Regions from separate parts of the Mus musculus genome. Here region 1 is linked to region 2. Evidence: chromatin contacts called from public HiChIP or PLAC-seq data. All regions are on one chromosome and are shown on one strand. The core of a region is the stretch at or near the end of the contact, and the rest is flanking DNA. Distances in the headings are between cores, read along the strand shown. Region 1 has its middle 120 kb from the start of Gm32558. Region 2 has its middle 24 kb from the start of Mir7025.

Evidence for each region. HiChIP or PLAC-seq counts read pairs in DNA pulled down with a chosen protein or histone mark.
Region 1: an H3K27ac HiChIP or PLAC-seq map of VIP interneurons shows a contact between it and region 2, with 8 times the contacts expected there. The contact joins two enhancer-like sites. A contact is called at or near these places in 3 of 115 datasets of contacts at active chromatin or transcription factors (VIP interneurons, acute myeloid leukemia and embryonic basal ganglia) and 1 of 9 other capture datasets (embryonic stem cells).

The regions. Positions count from the first base shown.
Region 1 is chr5:75,796,066-75,801,676 of GRCm38.p6, reverse strand. No RefSeq gene overlaps it. Among named protein-coding and RNA genes, the nearest start is that of Gm32558, 120 kb to the right of the region's middle. Within about 2 kb of position 1,381, at least 24 of the 459 cell types and tissues checked have an H3K27ac peak or open chromatin away from gene starts, as enhancers often do. A contact at or near this core is called in VIP interneurons, where this site is marked.
Region 2 is chr5:75,198,630-75,203,620 of GRCm38.p6, reverse strand. No RefSeq gene overlaps it. Among named protein-coding and RNA genes, the nearest start is that of Mir7025, 24 kb to the right of the region's middle. Within about 2 kb of position 2,985, at least 8 of the 459 cell types and tissues checked have an H3K27ac peak or open chromatin away from gene starts, as enhancers often do. A contact at or near this core is called in VIP interneurons, where this site is marked.

The DNA of each region.
Region 1 (5,611 bases), core at 132-2,631, 600 kb before region 2:
AGCAAACACTTTCATCTTCCATGTCATTTATGTAGCCGGCCAGCAGGAGACATTGCCCAGATTAAAGGTGACTCTTTCCACTTCAAAAGACCCAATTTAAATGCGGGACTTCCTGCCTCAAAAGATCTGGATTAAAAGTATGTCTTCCCAATTCAAATAATTTAATTAAGAACATTCCTTCACAAGTGCACCCAATAGCTTAACTTACGGTTTAGTTAATTTCAGATGTAGTCAAGTTGATCACCAAGAATAGCCGTTATACCTGGAAAGTGGGCTTGATTTCTGAACACATGGACACCGGTCAAGAGATAGCAGGGAACATGCCCTTGGTCCACATTCGTCCTGTGCGTGTCTCATATTGGAAATTAACATGTCTAAGAGGGTTCAGAGCTGAGTCTCGTAAAGGGGACATTGGTAGAGAGAGGTCCCTTCTGTCTCATTCTGAGGGTGCTATTCTGCTCTCACTCTGGGTATAGCTCCTGAGGTCCACTCTGCATCCTCTGCATCCCACTGAGGCAAATTTAACCTCCTCATCTTAGAGTACAAGGCCTAATACCACCTGGTCTCAGCCTAGTCCCCGCCTTCCCTCAAGTTTTCTATGACCTTTCCAATTGAAAAGTCACTTTGTTCTAGTTTCACCTGAAATCCCAGAGAGAAGGAATTCTGCTCTCATGGCTTGATAAACTTCAGTCGAGTGCTTGAAAGCATGTGAGTGCTGTTCATTAAATCATACGCTTACAATGTGTTGTTATTTCTGGTTCTCGTCTGCCTTCTTTATAAAAACAAATCCACTAAGGTGGAGTAGCCAGCCTTTACTCAGGGACTGTCACCATGTTCCTTCTTTTGGGGAAGCTGTTTCTCAGTCTCTCAGCCCTTACAAAACTCCCTACTTTACTGTACGATTGATCTCTGTAGCAGACCTCCTTCTGCCTCTAGCAGCTGACAACACTGAGGGAGTGAAGTTCTTTCCTATTAGCTTTCTGGTTGCCCCTACGTGGAGGAGGATTTCCTCTTAGGTAGAAGGGTCAGGAAGATGAAACTTGAAGTTCCTGTTTTTTTATGTTATCATCCTCAAGAAGATAACTGCTAGAACAAAGGGAAGAGGAGATAAAACAGGAGGAGAAAATCTGGAATGTGTCCGGGGCTTTCGTTCATGTCCTCGCTGTCACGTCTAGAGTTTGGGTGTGTGAGTCAATGAATTTCTCTTTTGCTTCAGCTAGCTTAAATTTTAATTGTATGAGCTGAGCCCATGAATTCTGTAAAGTTCTTTTCCCAGGCAGAAGTCAATATTCGTTTGTGTACAAGTTCCTGGGGTGCCCAGCACGGAAGGGGCACAGCAAATGCTTACTGTTTTGAAGCAGATTATAAACCGGTTGAATTAGTTTATTGAGAGCTCTGCTGGAGAATGAAAAGAAAGCACCCAGTGTTATGCTGTGTATTGAAAGGACAAGGGCTTGATGTTTTATGTGATTCAATGAGAGCGAAACAATACAACAGTCTCGGAAAGGGATAAACGCGCTGCTGCCAACTTGGCGAAGGGAAAGCTGAGAGGGCAGGCCTACCCATCCCCTTCCTCCTCCACTAGCGACTTGCTTTACCTTTTAGGAAAGAATACAGTTGGTTTTGCTCATTAAAGATAGAAACTGGAGATGTGTGTTTTCTTCCTTGAGCCTGGTTGTAGCTCACTGTCCTCCTGGGGCTTTGGAAAACAAGGAACAAAGCCAAGAGAGGCTCATAAGTCCAGTGACTCAGAACCAGCACGGGGCCTCTGTTGTACCTATGTTCAGTCATTGGACAAAATGAAGAGTCATTATAACAGTGCCAGAAAATGCACCCACAGCTTCCCCAGGCTGGGATGGCTGGTAGAACTTTGAGGTTTGCCAACTTCGGTGATTGCACCAATCACAGGTTCATGGTCTGTAGACAGTCGATAGACTGTTTAAACAGTCTATTGCTTGTGAAAAGAAAACCAAGTGCTATTTATTCTTGGAGCAGAATAGAACCTTAGAGGTCATCAATTCAACCTCCAATGGCTGCAGAGTCGTTTCCATGTCTGCTTTTTAATTAATTTCTGAATTCCTTCTAAACTCATTCCTAAAGAGTGGTCCAAACCTTTAGAAAATCTATTCCATCCATGGACGCTCAGAAAATCCTTTTTTTTTTCTTTAATAAAAATGAAAACTGCTTTATGAACTTTCCTGCTAAAGACTCAAACGTCCTTTCATCTACATTGTAGGAAATACACCTAATCACTCTACAAAATCCTTTCCATATTCAAGGCACCTATGGCAACTCTCTAGGGAACATAGCCGATTCTTCATTAGTCCCAAATGGGACCTTAGCATTTTAATCTCCTTTAGGGCAAGCAGTGGGTCAGACAGCAAAGAAGAAAACGAGACACACAGCCAAAGAAACAAGAAACAGCTTACTCCTCAGTGGCCCTTGAAGTAGTCTCTGTGACTCATCTGCTTTGCTTAGTCTCTCTTTCTCTCTCTCTCTCTCTCTCTCTCTCTCTCTCTCTCTCTCTCTCTGTCTACCCCCACTCTCTGTTTCTCTTGTTTTTGATATTTTGAGACAGACTCTCACTATGTAGCTCTGATTTCCCGAAACTCACTGTGTAGAACAATTGGCTTCAAATTCACAGACACCCACCTTTCTCTGCTTCCCAAGGGCAGGGATTAGCAGTGTATACCTGGCCCTTTCCCAACAACAGGTTCATCATTGCTGAGAGCCATCCCTTCTAAGCATCTCAGTTATTTAATTTGTAAAATAAGTTATCCTAAATATTATGAATATAAAATGCTACCACAATGCTTGGAAAAAATACACACACACTGTTATTATTCTACTTATCGTTCTATTTTAATAGTGTGTATGCTAGCTTCAGCAGTTCAAACAACATATAGATTGGGTGGCACAAACTACAGAAATTACGTTTTACAGTTCTGGGGGATAGATGTTCAAGGCCAATAAGTCAAAAGTAGGCTTCCCTCAAAGGATGGTTTCTTGTCTCATAGGTGGACACTAGCTCATTGTATGTTCAATGACTTATTTGTTTTCATGTTGAGGGTGCACATGGTGATGTTTCCTCTTACAAGGGGTAAGGACACTAATTGTACAAGCTCTTGACTCTGCCCTGTGGTCTCAGTTAACCTTCGCTATCCTCTAAAGAACTTATGTCTAAATACAAACACATAGGAATGGGAGGTGGAAGTATAACCCAATCTTTGGCATATAATTAATATTTTTCCAAAATTTAAAAAGAGAAAGATCTATTCCAGGAAAGGAGTCAGCATCCCTAAGGAGTCAACTCCAGGTGAGACACTGAACACAGCAGGTGAGCAACATTGGCTCGGCCTTGAGAAGTTGCCAGGTAAGACTGTGGGGCACAGAGGGCTCATGGACAACAGCCTGCACTTTCTCCTAAGGGGCAGTAGTAAGACAGAGGGTCTGCGGGTAGGGTGATAGCTAGTGTGGTCTCTGCATTCCCAGAATCCTCTTGTTTATAGTGTGAACAATGGGTTAGAGGGAATTAATCTTATGAGAACATCTCCTAACACCCCCCCCCCAACACAATATGACTGTCCCAAGAAGGAGGGAAGAGAAGTATTAAGGATCTGAACATAAAATCCCTGGAGCAGAATTTGAACTCAAATCTCAATGATAAATACACAGCCTTGTTAACAACTAGTAGCTCCCTCTGTCCCCCTTCCCACTCCCCTTCTCTAATCTCTGATTTTCTCTGATTGTTGTGAAAGAGTGAATTTTGGGTGCTGTTACTAATTAGCATCATGTAAGATAAGCAGCAATTTGGTTGGAACATTTTAATAATAGTTATTTTCTCTTTTGCCTGTATTTAAAAGTTCTAATTTAATGAATAAATTATCTTTAGAGATCTAAGTTATTTCTAGTTTTGTTGTTCCATCTGATATGTTAATTTCGTCAACAGATTTATTTTAATAATGAAGAAGAAACTTAGAGGGAATAAATGCACCTTGAAGTCTAAAACAACTTGCACATTAATAACCCAAGGAACTCTGGTGCAGAAGGGTGACACAAGGGGTTTTGATGACGGGATTCATAGAATACTCTTCACATTCAAAGATGGGACACTGATGAATTAGTCATCTGAGCCTACTTTGATTGATTCTTAACCACTTGGGATAGCATTCATCTTCATTTGAATGAGCATCCAGGAGTTGAAACCAAAACAGCAATGGACCAGAAACCAAGTCCCAGCTTTGGCTCCATCGTTATTCGCTGACTGTGTCTTGCGTCACAAGCCAATAGCTTTTTTGGATCTCAACTATTCTCAGAGAACAAGGGAACAGAAATAGATCATTTTTATGGCCAAGATAGGCATGTGCCTGTTATAGTGCTCATGGTTTGCACAAGGAACATAGAAGTGAAGAGAACACAGAAGGTTGCAACCCTATGTATCTTATATTTGGGGATTTGGGGCATGATAACTAGCATTACCAATAGCTAGACACCTCTTGTGGAAAAGTAAGTGAAGAAAGTAAAACAGGTCATGTCATACAGAGAGTTCTGAGGTGTTGGAAGTAGCTATAAAACCTGAGTAGTCGAATTAATTTCATAGATCAATCTGAGATCTTGATGGTGAGAAAGAGTTCTTCAGATAGATATCTAGGTAGGGTAATACTGAGGCAACCAACAAAGCTTAAGGAGACACTAGTTAGTGCATTCCAGGCCAGGGCAGCTGCAGAACACATAGCAAGACTGAGAACAGTACAGAATGAGAGGAAAGACATAAACAATGGCCAGATCTTAGACATTTGCATCTTATTTTAATATTCAAGAATAATTATGACACATGGGACAGCTCTGGCTGTCTTATCTTATTTTAAACATTACTCAGGGTGTCACATGGAATCTCTAGTGAGGGTAAGAATGAAGCAGAGCCCGTAGATGAAAGGCTACTGAGCAATTCGTGTGAGAGGCAAGGGGAGACGTGGAGGCAGTTGGGCAGCAAAGGTGAGTGTGCTACAGAGTGGAGGGCACTGGCTAAGGTATCCTGTGGTCAATCCTGACTTTTAACTTCATTGGATTAAGAAACGTCTATTGCCAAAGCAGATCTCTAGGTGTGTCTGTGAGGATGTTTCCAGAGACAATTGCATAGCAAGGGCTCTGTCCTAATGAATGATTTAATTCATCTATTGATTCTAAATCTGAATAGACTGTAGAGGAGATGTAATTTGGGGGGTGGAGTGGTGCCTGGCTGGAAGAAATAAGTCACTGTAGCAGGAGTTGTGTCGTAGAGGTCTATCTCTTCTACTGGCTCTACTTCCTGTCTACCATGAGGTGAAGAAGCCCCTCCACCTCATGTTCACGTCATTATGATGTTTTGTCTTTAAGTGCATGGGGCCAAACAACCATTAATTGAACCCACTGAAACCATGAGCAGAAATAAATCTTTCCTCCCTAAAGTTGTGTTTCTCAGGTATTTAATTACAACACTATAAAATCTATATAATACATGGGTGTCAATACCTCTGTCTTATTGATCTACATGGTACCATACTCTTTCCCAAGTTGTCGCTTCTCCCCTCCATAAGTCGGATGTGGCTGGTTGAAATGAGGAAAATGGATG
Region 2 (4,991 bases), core at 1,736-4,235:
AATCTAATAATTTACAAGACAATGACATTTTTAAAGAAAATGTAAATTACTTAATCTTCTTCAAGAGCAAATAGCTTGAATATCTCAATATGTATTTTATGCCTTACCAGTGTATAATCTTTCTAAGCTCAAGTAGCTTCAATGGAGAATTAGGTCAAATATTTAAGCCAAGTGTAGTGGCACAAGCCCATAGTCCCAGCACATAGTAGGCTGAGGCAGGAGGATTGCTGTGAGTTTGAGAATAGCATGATGGACATCTCAGTGGGTCACCTGCCAAGCCAGATGGCAACCTGAGTGCAATCCCAGGACCCACAGAGTGAGAGGAGAGAACAGATGTCTAGGCATCCTGTGACCTTGTGACCTCTGCAGGCACACAGAGAGACAGACAGAAAGACACCAAATAAATACATGAAATGTAATTGTAAAAGCGGGGCAAGGCTGGGCATGGTGGTGCATGCCTTTGATCCCAAAACTTAAGAGGCAGAGGCAGGTAGATCTCTGTGAGTTGCAGGCTATCCTGGTCTACAGAGTAAGTTCCAGGACAGCCAGAACTACACAGAGAAACCCTGTCTCAAACAACAACAATATAAGACATGCGCAAGGTGCTGTGGGACTATTTACAAAAGCCAGGAAATGAACCAACCTAGACATCCGTCAACAGAGAGGATGTGTGCATGCAAACAACAGAATTTTTATGCAGCCATGAAAACAGTGCAAATATGACATCTGGGTCGAAATGGGTGCAACTGGAAGTCATTATGCTATGCAACGTAAAACAGATCCAGGAAAACAAATGCCAGGTTTTAATCTAGATGCAGAATAGAGATTTTAAAGGATTTGCACACTAGGGTACAAGGTGTCAGAATATAAGGTCAATTACATTTCTATAAAGTAGAAACAAGTACAAATTAAAACACACACACACACATACACACACATTCAAATATCATTAGCCCAAGGTGACTGTATAGCTGTGGTCACAGCACTTGAGCGGCTGAGACACTTAGTGAGTTCCAGGTCAACCCTGGCAACATAGTGAGACCCTGGCTCAAACACAAAATTAAAAAAAAAAAAAAATATTTGTAAGTAAACTAACCAAATATATGTAGATGTATTAATAATTACAGCATATGGTCTGCCCTCTGGATCTATGGGCTTTCCATGCACACAGATCTAACCTCAGTAGCCTTCTGCCCCTTTATAGATGTGCCTCCTCCCCCTGTCTCTTCAGGACTGGTTGAGCATGGTCACTCTTGCTCTGGGTAAGTTGCATTGCACTAAAGCATGCATAGACTTCTGTGTTGTTATCATTCTCTAATGATAATGTCCAACCGCTATTTACACAGGGCTTACATTGCAATGAGTACCGTACCTACACTAGATATGCTCTGGAGTGTACAAATAATCGTGCATAGGTTATGTGCAGATATTGCTTTGCCTTACATGAGGCACTGGGGAGTTTTACGTTTGTATGGGAGCCTGGTGCTGATCTCCATGTCTACTGAGGACTGACGGCATTAAGAAATCCAAGCCCAGCATGGTGATGCACACCTTTAATCTCAGCACTGGGAGACAGAAGCAGGCAAATGTCTGTGAGTTTGAGACCAGCCTGGTCTGCCAATTAATTTGCAGGATAGCCAAAGATACACAGAGTAAACTCTCTCTTAGAAAAAAAAAAAAGACAAAACAAAAACAAATAAAAAAAGTAATTCAGGTGTGATGGCTATTCCAGGTTGTCACTCTGACTACATCTGGAATGAACGACCATCCAGAAATGGAGAACATATCTTAAGGCTGGAAGACATGGACTTCTGACCTAGATCTGAACATGGAGATCTTGAGGCATAGTGGCCATTAAAAAGCTTAGGCCCAGGTAAGGTACATGCCTTTAATCCCAGGAGACTAAAGTAAGCAGATTTCTGAGTTCAAAGCCAGCCTGGGACAAAGCAATTTCCAAATCCAGGAATAGTGGTACTCACCTTTAATCTGGGCCACATCTTATACTGGAGGCCTATATATGGACTCACTCTTCTTCATCCTCTTGCACTTACTTGCCAGCACATCTGTTGGAACCTACTTCGTCAGGATTCCAGCTTACACATAAGACCAGCTGAAACACCTAACCTTGGGGGACTGAGCAACTACTAGATTCTTGAACTTCCCATTCACAGCTGCCCATTGTTGTGTTAGTTGGACTAAAGATTGTAAGTCATTACAAGAAATTCCTTTTATAGAGAGAGACATTCCATAAGTTCTGTGACTCTAGAGAATCCTCAGTAACACACAGGTCTTGGCAAAAGAGATGGCTCATTAGTTAAGAGTGTATTCTGCTCTTGCAGAGGACCCAAGTTCAATTTCCATCCACACTCAATTGAGTGGCTCAAAATGACCTTTGACTTCAGCTCCAGTCACACTCAGCAGCTCACAATGGCCTCTAACCTCAGCATCAGTGGATCCAAGACTTCTGACCTCTGCAGGTACATAGTATACTCACTTACACATACCTACACATGTACACACACCACAACACACACACACACACACACCATACCACACACACACACCAAACACACCATACCACACACACACTAGCGTAAAAATCCCTTTTTTACAAGAGAAATTCTAGACTCTACAATAAGCTGCAAGCAAGCCTGACAGCCTCTGCCCCCAGAGAGAGACACTGCCTTTGTAACTCTAACAGTGCTGTCCTGTGCTGTGGGGGAGGCACTATAGACACAATGCAGCGGTTTTATCGTCTGTAATAATTGCTGAATCCCAGGGCCTAAACCAATGCCCTGCTCAGTACAGTTGAAACCTGGAGGGATAAGTGTGGAAAGAGATATGCAGATGCCTTGGAACTGTCCGGAACTAGAACAAAGATAGCATCTGAAATAGACAAAGCTGCCAGCTCCCAGCCCTCGGCCCCTTGCCTATGTGTATTCCCCACATGCGGAAAAGCTTCAGCTTCATCGGGTGCACTCAGTGAACAGCACTCAGCTAGCAGCACTCAGCGAGCAGCACTCAGCGAGCAGCACTCAGCGAGCAGCACTCAGTGAACAGCACTCAGCGAGCAGCACTCTGGGTTCTTACACTACCTTACACTTCTCATTACTCCAAGCAAGGCGTGTGGTCTCCAACCGCGATGTTCTATCCTGCTGTTCTATGTGATGTAATGGTCCCCTTGGATCATGAGCTGGTTGGAAAAAAGTCTGCAAGCTTCCTCATTTAGGCCTACACATTTTAGAGATCAACTACACAAAGAGGAGTCTGTTCTATAATAAATATTCTTGGAGAGAATTAATTTTAAAAATGGCTTCCTGTGGCTGGCCTAGCACCGTGCTCTCATGGGAAAACCAAACACAGCCTTTTGAGGGAGGAAGAAAAGAGGTGTGATCATCCCAGACTCATGAGGATGCATTCACTCTGGAAGTGGCTCTGTATACACCTGATTCAACCGGGAGCCCGTTGGGAGAGCCAGCTAAACAAAACATGCGTGAGACGACAGAAGAGCCAAGCCCAGGCCCACAAAAGCCTCCTTTTATTTCAGCTTCATCCTGATCAGGCTTCCAACTTACATAGACCAAACCAATCTCCAGCCCAGTCTCTGCAGAGAAAAGCCTGGTTCTGATTCTGTTTGGAGCAGTTCGTGTGAAATGTGATGAAATTCAAAACAGACAGGATGCACAAGCTCCAGGGGGAAGTCATTAATACCCATGAACAATGATGAAGCAAAATGCCATCTGCCGGGCTAATGTGGCAAAGCTTTTAAAAATTCCAATTAGCCTATAAACCAGAATTGGGGCAGGGGAAGCAAATATGTTCCCCTCATCTGTCCTCAACGTCTCCCTCCTCTTTGTATGAATGATGGACCATTACTGGCATATGAACTTAGTTGGGAAGTTATCGCCATTATACTTTAGGACGTGGGTGCTACTCATGTCTCCAGGTGGGACAGGATGCTATAGACAGCTAATTAAGAACACACATATACTTTCACACACATTTTCCTATGAGATGAAACAATTGTCTCTATTATAAACACTGCTACCATTATATGCTGTTGGATTTAGCCTTTATGTGTATTTGGAGTTGAAGATAATGAAACATTTCTGTTGCTGTTATCCTGAGGGAAATTGCCAGGCTTATGATGGATTCTCATAGGGTAGGCCATTTTCCTGAGTTGCTTTTCATGAAGCACGCCACTATTAAAATCACAATGGCCATTATTAGACCTGGTGTATTTCAGCCTGAAAAAGAAAGGCTCTGATTACAAACACATAGAGTAGTTTCTCCAGGCTGAACTTGTCCATCACTTGTCTTTGAAAAATCAAAGGATCCAGGCAAGCTACTTCTGCATGCTGATATTCTCAGTATCTCTTGCTTTCTTTCTGGCTCATCATGCAAATAATAGTGGAATTCATATATTTGGAATTGCTAATCCTAGTGCTATCGTTACATTAGTCTTGGGGTCCTTCGTTTCTACACCTATGAGATGTCTTCCCTGCCTTGGTAGGAATATTTAAAAGCTTATTGCAAGACTCAAAAGAAGTGTAAATGGTACATTTTAGAAGTTTTTAATCCCCTAATTAAAAAAAAAAACGAAAACACTAGAGCAGATAAATTAGACAGGACTGTCTGTTAGAGGACGGAACTGTGTAGCTGCTGTTCAGACAGACATGTTATTATTCCCAGGAATCCAGCTCCTTCCTGGGCTGAACCAAGGTGGAGCCAATACTCAATGAACAGCCTTGTGCTGAAGGATACAGGCCTGGATCTGTAGGCGGTCTCACTCTGAGGTCATTTGGCTATCTGAAATTGGGAGTTATTCTGAAACAGGGGGCCTATTTTCCAATTATTAAGAGAATAATCTGCATTAATTAATTGCACTAATTTATCTGATGAGATACCAGGAGGCTGTCGAATGTGAAGCACATAAACCTGCCTGCACGTAACAGAGGATGCTCAAGCACAGCACAGGTGATGGCGCAGGG